2 separate regions of the Pan troglodytes genome follow, and region 1 is linked to region 2. Evidence: chromatin contacts called from public HiChIP or PLAC-seq data. All regions are on one chromosome and are shown on one strand. The core of a region is the stretch at or near the end of the contact, and the rest is flanking DNA. Distances in the headings are between cores, read along the strand shown.

Region 1 (5,900 bases), core at 946-3,445, 210 kb after region 2:
TAGCTGGGTCCTTGTCCCAGCTGAAAATGATTAGCTCAAGTTTCTTGGGCAACTCAACCACTCTGAACCTCTGTCTCCTCGTCTGTAAAATGGGATCAAATGGGCCTTCCCTGCTTAACTCAGGGAGTTAGGCCCAAACAAAACAAAATATAGGAGTTTTGTAAACAATGATATGTTAAACAGAGATTAACACCATAATCGGAGGGGAAGTCCAGGTAAATACCAGCATACATTCTAGCGCTGTTGTCTTAAAGCATCTCAGCAGTGAGTACCAGTGTGATACTGTTTGACATCACCAGTGTAGTTATAGTACCATGACACTCCCAGGTCTCCTTAATTTCTCTAGCAGGTCGACAAACTATTCACATAGTTGATAAATGCTCTCATAGTGGGGAAATCATTTGGGTGTTTGCACACGAGTCTGTTAATACCCTTGCCCACAGACTTGTACACTCCCAAACATCCATCTGCCACGCCAGCTAAGACATACTTTAGCTTTTTCCTGTATTTTGGCAGTTCCTGCTAGGCATGAAAGGATGTGGCCTTGGCTGGAAGCTGGGAACAGTATTAGTCACATTCGTGCTTTGTAAAGAGTATTAAAAGTTGGTGAACTACAGTGGCCCTTTATACCTAAATGTATAATGAAATGATCTCTATGTTTCCTTTCAGAAAACACACAATCCTCAGCTATTCCGGATACATACTGTATCCTGCAGACCTCTCATTGGCATATCTAACCATGTAACTTAAATGTGGCCAGAAGGATGGCTGTGAGCATCCTTGAGTCATAGTCTCTCTCTTAACACACTCCATGAGGGTGCTACAAGCAATGATAAGGGCCTCCAGTTGCGATCAGTTTAACCTGTCTGGCAAGCAAGGCTGGTAGATTCTCCTGTTGACAAAGCGGCGGCCCTGTGATTCAAAGAAGTGGAGAGTGGACTTTTTGGTGCTACAAATCTGGGACCCCCAACCAGATCCTATCTGTGGGCCACTGAAATCTGGAATGCCTTCAAACAGGCACTAAATGTGTAAGCCAGAGGTCAAAAGGGAAGAACCCAAACGGATGGGGTGAATCTGTTAGAGGAGGGTGTGGCTTCCTCTCCAGGGAGAAAACCAGAGGTTGGAGGAGCAGTGACTACAGCTTGTGATTGAAAGGGAGACGTTAGAAGGGAGGGCTGGGGCAGAAAAGGAGAACAGGAGAAAGTGAAGGCAGAAATTATTGCAGATGCAGGAGCCTTGGCCCTCTCTTCCCACAGCTGGAAGAAGGCGGGCCTGGAAATGAGAAGACGGTCAGAGGCAGCTGACAAGGCCGGAAGTGCGCGGCCTGGCGCCGACAGGAACGGGGGATCCTCCGGCGGACACACGCGCGCCCAGGGCCCTCCCCTGCGCCGGCCCAGGACGTACTGTTGTCCTCCGCCTCCTGCGGCGCTGAGGGCTTGCCCATCTTCACCCAAAGGATGCCCAGGAAGACGAGCAGTAGCCCTAGGCTGGCCCAGAGCAGAAGCCGAGAGAGCCAGCGCTCCAGCCGGCGCCCCACCTCAGGTCGGGCCCGCGCCGCGCCAGCAGGGCCCGCTCGAGTCGCCCGCAGGCCCGGGCGCGGGTCGGGACCGAGGAGGGAGGAAGGCAGCCGCGCCGGGGCGGGAGACGCTGCCCACCAGCGGCGGGCCGCGAGACCCGGGCCCTGCGTGGCCCTGTCGGGCGTCCGGGCGTCCTCGTCCTCCTCGGAGCTGCCCCGGACCGAGGCGCGGCGCCTGAGTTGCGCCGGGCGGGCAGGATAGGCGAGGCCGCGGCTCCCTACCCAGGAAGCCGCGGAGGGCCGGATATCACCGTAGGCCCCAGGGGTCGCATAGGCCGAGCCCGAGGTCGGCTGGGAGAGCCAGGGCTCCGCCCGCGGAGAGGCCGCGGCGGGCCGGGCGCGCAGCGGCGCATCCTCGCGTAGCCGGGCCTCTTCCCGTAACCGCTCCTCGCCCCGCGGCCGGGCCTCCTCCCGCAGCCGCTCCTCGTCGCGCAGCCGGGCCTCGCCCCGCAGGCGGCGCAGCTTGTTGCGGTAGACATCCCGGGTGGTGTCGGTGATGGGTCCTGGCTGGAAGCCCAGGGCCTGCAGCTCCCGCCGCAGTTCCAGGTCCGACAGGCCGGCCATGGCCAGGACGCCGCCCCCCGCCCGCCCCTGGCGCGCACCGCACCCGGAACTGCTCCCTCCCGCAGGCGCGGCGGAGCGGGCGGGGCCACGCGCCATGATGGGAAGGTCGGTCGCCATGTTGGGAAGGTCTGCACTTGGCCTTTGGTCGGCCATGATGAGGCGGTCTGACGTGGCTCTTAGAGCCGCCATGGTGGGAAGGTCCAAGGGGGATTAAATTTTTTGTTTTGTTTTGTTTTGTTTTTCTCTCTCTCTCCGCTCTCCCACTTCCCTTTGTTTGTTAGATCAAGCAGTATTAATCTCTGAGTCCTCCAACCCTAGCTCTGCCTCTGGCAGGTGGTAAGCGTTCAGTAAAGTCAGCGTTGATTTAATAGATGAATTGGTTAATGGTGAACGAAGCCACTGCCACGAATGGAGAGACAGGATGATTTGCCTCTCTGGGCTTGGAGACTGATGTGTGATCCGGTTTTATTTGGGCCTTAGAGTACACTCCAGGCATGCTCCAAGACCCTGTCCCGACTTCGGGCTTGTTAACTGGGCAACACTGAGCACCAAGTAGGTGCGATCCCTGCCTTAGGACAGACACTGGCCCCCAAGGAGCGCCAGCCTGGAGGAGACGCAGCATCCATGGTGGAGGCAGAGGAGCAAAATGCCCTTGGGTTCCAGTGGGCAGTTGAGGCTTCTCTGCGGAGGGCCTGTGTCTGCGTAATGGGATTTTTACAAGGAGACATGGGAGAGAGAAGACTCCAGAGATACACGGTCTTGCAGCCTCACTGGTGGTTTAGGTTGTGGGCTTTGGAGCCAGACAGTTCGATTTCAAATCCCTACTCACAACTATTAGATGTGTGATCATATTCAATTAACATTGTTAGCCTATTTGCCAGTAAACCTCAATAGAATTGCTGTGAGGATTAGAAGAGGTAGTTTGGCTAAGGTGCTTGGGACAGTGCCTGGCACACGTTCATGCGTGTTTATACTTAACCCACATCTTTGCAGTGTCAGTGCTGTGTAGAGCCTCCCACAGGGCAGGTGATTTGGTTACATGAAGGCTCTTAGCAGGAAACCCCTAAGGGAAGCAAGGGAATGTGGCAACTGGAAATAGAACCAGTTTATAATCTTCCTTCCACATCCCTCAACTCCCATTCCCAAACATTTATTGCCGGCCCAATAGGTTCCATCCATTTCTACCCCTGCCATTCCATTCTCCCCTTCCCCCCAGGCCCCTCCTCCCTGGAACTGCCCCGTATCTGTCCCAGCAGCCCCCTTGCCCATTCCCCACTTTATTCCCTTCCCTCCCTGACACCCTGGGCAATGCTATGCTCCTCTGTCTGGGTTTTGCATTCCTGCCACTTGCTCCACCTCAGGGGTATTCAACACTGGCCACAATTGCTGGGAAAATGACAGCCTCGGCTTGGTCAGCTTCCACTGTTAGCCTCCCCATCTCCCCTGACTTAGCTGCTCCCATGTGGTGTGATTTCTCTCACCAAGTGTTGTTTTCCTTTTCCCTGCCTGTGTTTGCACGGAATGCCATGAATTTGATATAGTGATTGCCTAACACATATACCACATAATAGTATTTTATTTCTTTCTGAAGCACTGTTTGCATGACAAATGAGTTGGTAACATTTGTGCAACTCCTTGCAGCTGTGCGGTTCAATATGTAAAGAATGAGCCTTTCGGCATCAGTACTGGCCCCATGTATTCTAAGAGGGCTTGAAACTAATGCTTAAACAAAGTTATCGTTACAGCATTTCACAGAGTTATGGTCTGTTTTATAACAATGGATCTCAGGGCGATTTAAAAATATGGACTGAACTGGAGCCACCCCCAGTGGTGGCACGCAATGTGGGCTTTGTCAGCTTCCTTGTGTTTGGGGACACTGCTGCCGCTCCACGCACGTAGGGTCAAGTGGCCCACAGCCCCTCCCCCAGAACCCTGTTGTCTTCCCTGTGGTGTAGAACCCACTGTGCTTGGAGTTGTGGCCTTTGGCCACCCATGGTCAGCCCTTCTACCTCCATGGTGGCTTCTGGCTGTGGATGGCCTTGTCTTGCAGGATCTTACAGGCAGGCCTTTAGGTGTGCACCAAGGGGCACCCAGTGACCACTTAACTGCGAATTTGCTGATCAATGCTCCCCTTCCCCACCCCCTCTGAGAAGGAACCTCACAAGTTAGTCAGGCGTTCCTCCCAGTTTTGGGGCCTTTCCATTTCATCCTGAATTCCCAGCTCCAGTCACGTTCCTGCCCAGATTTATAGCCCCTCTTTGGTTTAGTGAAGTTGGCGTGTTGCTTTTTGCTTTCCTCCACACAACCATCCACATGCTGCCCTCCACTTGGAAGGGCTCGACCTCAGCTCTTCTTTGCCACTGCTGCCCCTTCGGGAGCTACCCACGAAACCCGCCAGGGCTTCTGGCAGCCAGCCTTTCTGTGCCTTCAGCCTGGCTCTCCTGCTGGGCCTGTCCGTGGCAGGAAGGCTTATTGTAAAGAAAAGGGCAATATTGCAAAGTCAGAGGCTGCTCTGCATGCCCTCCTTTCTCATCACTTTGCTGTGGGTTTTTTTTTTAAGGTGAGCAGCAGCTCAGGCTGTGGTCAGTCTTCCTGATGTATTAAAGGCTGAAGAGGAAAAACAAGCTCCAATATCTAAATCTACTTAGTAACCACATGCACACATTTAGCAGAGGTGAAGGGCTGCTCTGAGCACGCTCTGGATTCCCGGGGGGCTGCCATACTCCCTTCCGTCCCGTTGACCTCTCTCTGTCTTGGCAGAGCCTTATAATAATCACAGCCATAAATCTTTTAGTGGGTTCCATTCTCCTCGTCCTCCTGCAAAAAGCCCTGCACACATTTATCAGGTCCTCAAAGATACTCAGGGACCACGGACTCGTCCTTGATCCACCTCATGGAGGGCCTCACGTATTATTGCCTCAGCTATTCAGGGCTTCCTTCAAACTACATCATAGGTGGCATTACAGTGGGGGCAGGGCACCGGGAGATTGTGGTTGAAAAGTGGGGGCCATTTGGGGCTCAGATTTTGACTGGAATGACCCAGGAACACCCAGCTTCTCACTGCTCCATCTCAGTGCCTTATGGAAGAGGAGGGCACTCTTTTCCTCTCTCTAGGTCTGAGAGTGCATCAGCTAAGGGGGAAAATGGAGTCACAGAGAAATGCCAGAATGGTATTTCATAATCTGTTGAAAATTAAACAAATCTCTCACTCTTTTGACTGCTCTCACACTTCGATATCCATGAGTAAGGGTTCCTTCAAAGGCATGGAATATATTACCAAATGTCAATAACAAATTGTGTATGAAGAAAAATGTAATGCTTTGAGAATATTTTCTTTTGGGCTTTGTCCATGATTAGATTACACTAAATTACAGCATACAGATACCAGGCAATTACTCTTTGCTTTTAACTATTCAATTTCATGGCAAATCCACATAGCTCAGTAATGCTAAAATCACACCGATGTGGTTACCAAGAAAATACCTCATCATCTCCATTTTGTGAAGCTAGGTTCAAGTTGCACTGTAATGACCTGTAGTCCTGTTAAGTGTAAAGTACATTCCAGATGAACACGGGGTAATCCGTACCTCTCTGTAATTGCCAGATATCTGGAAAGATTCTTGCAGATGTTGCTGGATAAGCCTGGGTGAGGTGTGAAGAGGAATGGCATCTTTGCTCTCCTGGTTACTCTGGCTACCCTCCCTGTCTCTGATCCTGGTTGGTCTCTGGTCCTACTCATTCTATTGCTTTAACCAGGAGC
Region 2 (6,390 bases), core at 311-2,810:
GGGGACCTTCGCCCACCCTCCTTCCGCTAGGCCTGGGAGTGTTTTCGAAAGTGCCCCAAGAGCTCTCAAGAAGGGGTGGAGGAGGGCTGGACCACCTGTGCCCTCACCCAGCTCCCCACTCCTCCTCGCTCTGCCGGACAGGGACACGGCGAAGGCAGACCCTCCTCTCCTCCACCTCTAGGGGCAAGGCCTTGTTAAAACAGAACTTTGCAGCCGGACATAGTGGCCCACGAGGTCAGGAGTTCAAGACCAGCCTGGCCAACATAATGAAACCCCATCTCTACTAAAACTACAAAAATTAGCTGGGCATGGTGGCATGCGCCTGTAGTCCCAGCTACTTGGGAGGCTGAGGCAGGAGAATCGCTTGAACCTTGGAGGCGGAGGTTGCGGTCAGCCGAGATCGCGCCACTGCACTCCAGCCTGGGCAACAGAGCGAGACTCCATTTCAAAAAACAAAAAAAAAGAGCTTTGCTTGCCTCCCACCCCCCGTAGCTCCTTAAATAAGATGGCCTTCCTTCTTCCCCAGTCTCCAGGACCCGGCACCCCCAGGACAGTAGGGCTGGAGGATGCTGACTGCACCTCCATCTCCCTCTACCAACACCCCAGGCTTCCGAGGGGAGCAGGTAGAGCCTCAGAACACCCCCCAAGGCCAGCAACCTATGCTGACTCAGGCCTAGCTCTGCCTCCCCCATCCAAGTGGCCTAAATTCCCGGTGAGGGGAGCCACCCCCAACTTCCTGGGCTTGCTGGGCCCCGATGAATGTTCCCCAAGGATACATGCCTGGCCAGGCCCTGGACCCAGTCTAGGGATGTTGGGCAGCAGCAAGCGCTGAGAAAGTTCTCTCTCTGCCCTTGACCTTGGCTCTGACCTCCACTCCCATCTCCCAGACTGTTAAAGGACCCAGTTCTTACAGTTCTCCGACATCCAGGGCTGGGCCAAGAGGGGAAGCTGTGAGGGGCAGCCAGAGGCAGGCATGGCAGGATCAGGTCCCCAGCCGGGGCGGCAGACCTGCCCAGGGAAGCCTTGAGCTTCCCCTTCCCCACCCGGCTCCCGGCAGGCTCCCTGCCCCACCCTGGGGCTGGGGCTGCTGAGATCTGGGAGGATGGACAGGACCCTTCCAGCTTACCTGCCGGGATCCTGGCCCAACCCAGGTGGCTCAGCAGGGTGGAGATGGAGGTCCCGAGGGGCTGGCGGCTGCTGCTCCCAGGGGCTGAGTGGGAGCCCAGTTTCCAGGAATGGGCGTCAGTGCATTCCCGGCATCTGGATGTAGCCTTTACTTGTCCCTGTGCAGCCCGAGGGACCCGCGAGACTCCAGTGATCATAGAGGTGCCAGCGGCACCCGGCTCCAATCAGCTCCCTCTAGAGGAAGTTGCTCTGTGGCCACCGGATGCAGACGCACAGGCCGACAGCCTGTAGGGGTGATCTGGGTGGGCCAGGCCCAGGAGCATGTCCCGCCCACTTTCCCCACCCCACCTCCCAGGCAGGCAGAGCGGCTGTCAGTGGCCCACTGCTTTTCCCATCCCTGATTCTCAATCCTTGTCTTTGATCTTCTCCCCCACCTCTACATCAATCAATACCAATAAAAAACCCAGGGTGAGAAGTTTCTTAAGCACTGCTGCATGCCTGGCACTTTAGCAACTATTTGTCTCATTGGATCTTCTCAACAACTCTTGTAAGTGAGTGCTGTTGACAATACCCATTCAGATGAACAGAGGCTCAGCTGGGTTAATCATCAGTTCTGGGCCAGGCGCGGTGGCTCACGCCTATAATCCCAGCACCTTGGGAGGCTGAGGCGGGCAGATCATGAGGTCAAGAGATCAAGACCATTCTGGCTAACATGGTGAAACCCCGTCTTTACTAAAAATACAAAAAATTAGCTGGGTGTGGTGGCGGGCGCCTGTAATCCCAGCTAGCTGGAAGGCTGAGGCAGGAGAATCCCTTAAACCTGGGAGGTGGAGGTTGCAGTAAGCCAGGATTGTGCCATTGCACTCCAGCCCGGGTGACAATGCAAGACTCCATCTCAAAAAAAATAAATAGTAATAATCAGTTCTGTAGTCGCATTGGGGAATACTAATACTAAATTGAGATTCAACCTGCAATTCAGACCTGTGCACCATGCACCTTGGTGGTCTCTAGATGTTTGAAATCCTGAAGGTGATAGTCAAGTAAACGGAGATTAAAACTCAATAGAGGCTGGGCCCAGTGGCTCACGCCTGTAATCCCAACACTTTGGAAGGCTGAGGTGGGAGGATTGCTTGAGCCCAGGAGTTCAAGACCAGCCTGGGCAACAAAGTGAGACCATGTCTCTACAAAAAAAAATTAGAAATTAGCTGGGTATGGTAGTGCACACCTGTGCATTTGGTGGTCCCAGCTACCTAGGAGGCTGAGGCAGGAGGATCACCTGAGCACAGGAAGTCGAGGCCGCAGTGAGCCATGTTTGCACCACTGCATTCCACCCTGGGCAACAGAGCAAGACCTTGTCTCAACAACAACAAAAAAGGCAGCCAGCTGCAGTGTGTCACGCCTAGAATCCCATCCCAGCCATTTGGGAGGCCAAGGCAAGAGGATAGCTTGAGGCCAGGTGCAGGAGTTCCAGGCCAGCCTGGGCAACAGCAATACCCTGCTTATACGAAAAAAAAAAAAAAAAAAAAAATTAGCAAGGCATGGTGTTGTATGCCTGTGGTCTTAGCTACTGGGGAGGCTGAGGTGGGAGGATTGCTTGAGCCCAGGAGGTCGAGGCTGCAGTAAGCTATGATTGCACCAGGGCAACAGAGGGAGAGTCTGTCTCTAAAAAAAAAAAGGCCGGGCACGGTGGCTCACGCCTGTAATCCCATCCCAGCACTTTGGGAGCCTGAGGCAGGCAGATCACCTGAGGTCAGGAGTTCAAGACCAGCTTGCCTAAGATGGCAAAACCCCGTCTCTTTTAAAAATACAAAAAAGGGAGGCCGAGGCAGGTGGATCACCTGAGGTCAGGAGATTGAGACCATCCTGGCTAACATGGTGAAACCCCGTCTCTACTAAAAATACAAAAAAATTAGCCGGGCATCGTGGCGGGCGCCTGTAGTCCCAGCTACATGGGAGGCTGAGGCAGGAGAATGGCATGAACTCAGGAGGTGGAGCTTGCAGTGAGCTGAGATCACGCCACTGCACTCCAGCCTGGGTGACAGAATGAGACTCCGTCTCAAAAAAAAAAAAAATTGGTCGGGCACGGTGGCTCATGCCTGTAATCCCAGCACTTTGGGAGGCCGAGACTGGCTGATCACCTGAGGTTGGAAGTTCGAGACCAGCCTGACCAACGTGGAGAAACTCCACCCCTATTAAAAATACAAAATTAGCCAGGCGTGGTGGCGCATGCCTGTAATCCCAGCTACTCTGGAGGCTGAGGCAGGAGAATCGCTTGAACCCGGAAGGCGAAGTTGTGGTAAGCTGCGATTGCGCCATTGCACTCCAGCCTGGTCAACAAGAGCGAAACTCCATCTCAAAAACTAATAATAATAATAATAAATAAATAAAATAAAGCCGGTTGTGGTGGCGTGCGCCTATAATCCCAGCTACTCGGGAGGTTGAGGCAGGAGAATTGCTTGAACCCGGGAGGCGGAGGTTGCAGTGAGCTGAGATTGTACCACTGCACTCCAGCCTGGGTGACAAGAGTGAAACCCCATCTCAAAAAAATAAAATAAAAATAGGGCCGGGCGCAGTGGCTCATGCCTGTAATCCCAGCACTTTGGGAAGCCAAGGTAGGTGGATCACAAGGTCAAGAAGTCGAGACCATCCTGGCCAACATGGTGAAACCCTGTCTCTACTAAAAATACAAAAATTAGCCAGGCATGGTGGCGGGTACCCGTAGTCCCAGCTACTCAGGAGGCTGAGGCAGGAGAATCGCTTGAAGCCGGGAGGCGGAGGTTGCAGTGAGCCGAGATTGTGCCACTGCACTCCTGCCTGGCGACAGAGCTAGACTCCGTCTCAAGAAATTAAAAATAAAAATAAAAACAAGGCCAGGCCCGGTGGCTCTCGCCTGTAATCCCAGCACTTTGGGAGGCCGAGGCGGGTGGATCACGAGGTCAGGAGATCGAGACCATCCTGGCTAACACGGTGAAACCCCGTCTCTACTAAAAACACAAAAAATTAGCTGGGCGCCGTGGCAAGCGCCTATAGTCCCAGCTGCTTGGGAGGCTGAGGCAGGAGAATGGCGTGAACCCAGGAGGCAGAACTTGCAGTGAGCCGAGATAGCCCACTGCACTCCAGCCTGGGCGACAGAGTGAGACTCCGTCTCAAAAAAATAAATAAATAAAAATAAAAACAAATAAATAAATAGACTTAGTGGGGTCTGTGCTACCACCTGGACACAAAACCTGGATGCTAAGAGGGAAGACAGATACTGTCTGGCTGCTGGGAATGTTCTTGAGGACAGAACAAACCCAGGAAGGACAGAGGTGTGTGCAGTCCTCAATAGCCCCTGCCCTCAGGGTTCAGTTCCCTCCCTGCCTCTCCCTGTTTGCTCCCTGCCAAGCTTCCTGGGGCTCTCACATCTTTTCCTCCAAGTCTCCACCCCCTTTCCCCCAAAACTCCTGCCTGCCCCCCACACCTCCTTCCCTGCTTCATCAAACCCCTGCCCCCTCTACCTCCAACTAATCTTCCCCAACCTCCCATCCTCCCCAGTCTTTGCTTCCCAGAATTCTGGGAAGTTTCCAACTGGAGGTTTTAATTTGAAAACTCCTCCTTTTCTTAAGCAGTTGGTACTGGGGTGGCTGCTACAGGATCTGAATTGGGGACCTTCTCAGGATGGAGGCCCCAGCTCCGAAGCCCTGATCATGAATTTCGGGCTGCTCCTCCATGTTCCGCCACCAGGGTGCCATTTCCCTGATGATGAGCCGAGAGGGACATGTGGGGAGGAGGGGGCCGGGACCATCTGCCTTGCCGCCCCACCCCTTCTCTGTGGCCGTACCCAGGGGCTTCTCAAAACGGTCACAGCAGCCTCCCTTAAAGCTGGGCATGGGGCGTATGGTGACCTACACCTGCAAGAGCAAGAAGGCCTGGCGGAGAGGTGAAGTCAGTTCTGCCCATAGCAAGCCAGGAGGTGTCGGGCAACCTGCCTGAGAAGGAGGGGAAGGAGCCAGCAGGGGCGCCTCCGGAAAAACAGGGGCCTCAGACAGGTGAGGGGCTGGAATTGGGGGGTACCCAGGTGGGCAAGGCCTGGGACAGAGGTACTGAGAAGAGGCCTGGACGTGAGATGGGGGAAGGGCATGGGCCTGAGATGGGGGACCCATGCTGGGGAGGGTCTGGGGAGGGAGGCCTTGGGTGGGTAAAGGTCTGGGACAGGGCACCTGGTGGGGAAGGACAGGGAGATGTGGGTGGGGCCAATGGACAGAAGCATCTGGTGGGGAGGAGGCTGGAGATGGGGATTTGGTTTGGGGAGGAGGGAGAGATGGGGTCCTCCCACAAGTGAGGGGTTGTGGATGGGGGATACCAGATATGAAAGAGGACGGGCTAGGGAGTAGAAAGGGAATGTGCCAGGGCCAGAGGGACGGGGGCGTCCTGTTGCTCCCAGCTCCTTCTACAGGCCTGGCAGCCATCCCCTGTGAGGACAGGGACCCACCTCTCTCTCTGTTCCCCACCCCCTCATCACCCTACTTTTGAGAGCGATAATCCCCCTCTATGATGAGGACCCCAGATGCAGAGCAGGGGGCTGATGGGAGAGGAAGGCTGCAGAGGGCCAGCAGACCTGTGGGTGAGCCTTGGGGGAGGTTTAGGGGGTCTCTGTCACATCTCTGAGCCCCACCTGCCTCCCTCACCTGACTGTGCTTTGGGATTAGCAGCCACTTTATCCAGATCCTGCAGTTGAAGGAAGAATACCTGCAGAGAGCCACAGGACCCCGTGAGGTCAGCCCTGAGCCCTCCACCAGGGAGAAGGAGTGTCTGCTTGAAGGTGAGTGTGGTGGCCATAGGCATAGGGGAAGCGCCAGAAACGGACCCTCTTCCTGTAGAACTTCTTAGGGGTGTGGGGCCTGGCAGGACACGGGACACATTTTGAGGGACTGCTGGAGTCAGACTGCCTGGGTTCAAATGCCAGTTCTAACATGCTGAGCCGTGCGATGGGTGGCAGCTTGCTCAACCTCTCTGTGTCTGTTTCCTCGTCTTTAAAGTGGGAATATAATAGTAGCTATCCTTGAAGGAAGTTGCAAGGATGAACTGAGATACTCTTTGTAAAATGCCCAGAACGGTGTGTGGCACACAGTAGGCATTTGCTAAAGAAAACAGGGCAACCCCACCCACAACTCAGCCCCCTGTGTGCTTGCCCTCCAAGGCCTGGACCACCCCACTTGCTGCCAGCCTGTCAGTGATCACCACCCATTCACAGGAGACTGCGTGTTGGCCTCTTCCAGGGTGGAG

Evidence for each region. HiChIP or PLAC-seq counts read pairs in DNA pulled down with a chosen protein or histone mark.
Region 1: an H3K4me3 HiChIP or PLAC-seq map of stem cell-derived excitatory neurons shows a contact between it and region 2, with 5 times the contacts expected there. The contact joins the promoter of LEMD2 here to the promoter of BAK1 in region 2.

The regions. Positions count from the first base shown.
Region 1 is chr5:39,667,365-39,673,264 of NHGRI_mPanTro3-v2.0_pri, forward strand. LEMD2 (LEM domain nuclear envelope protein 2) reads right to left here and starts at 2,196. Exons shown (of 9, transcript XM_001171510.7): 1 at 1,405-2,196. The coding sequence starts at 2,140.
Region 2 is chr5:39,460,517-39,466,906 of NHGRI_mPanTro3-v2.0_pri, forward strand. It overlaps BAK1 (BCL2 antagonist/killer 1), which reads right to left and starts at 1,561. Exons shown (of 6, transcript XM_518407.8): 1 at 1,127-1,561.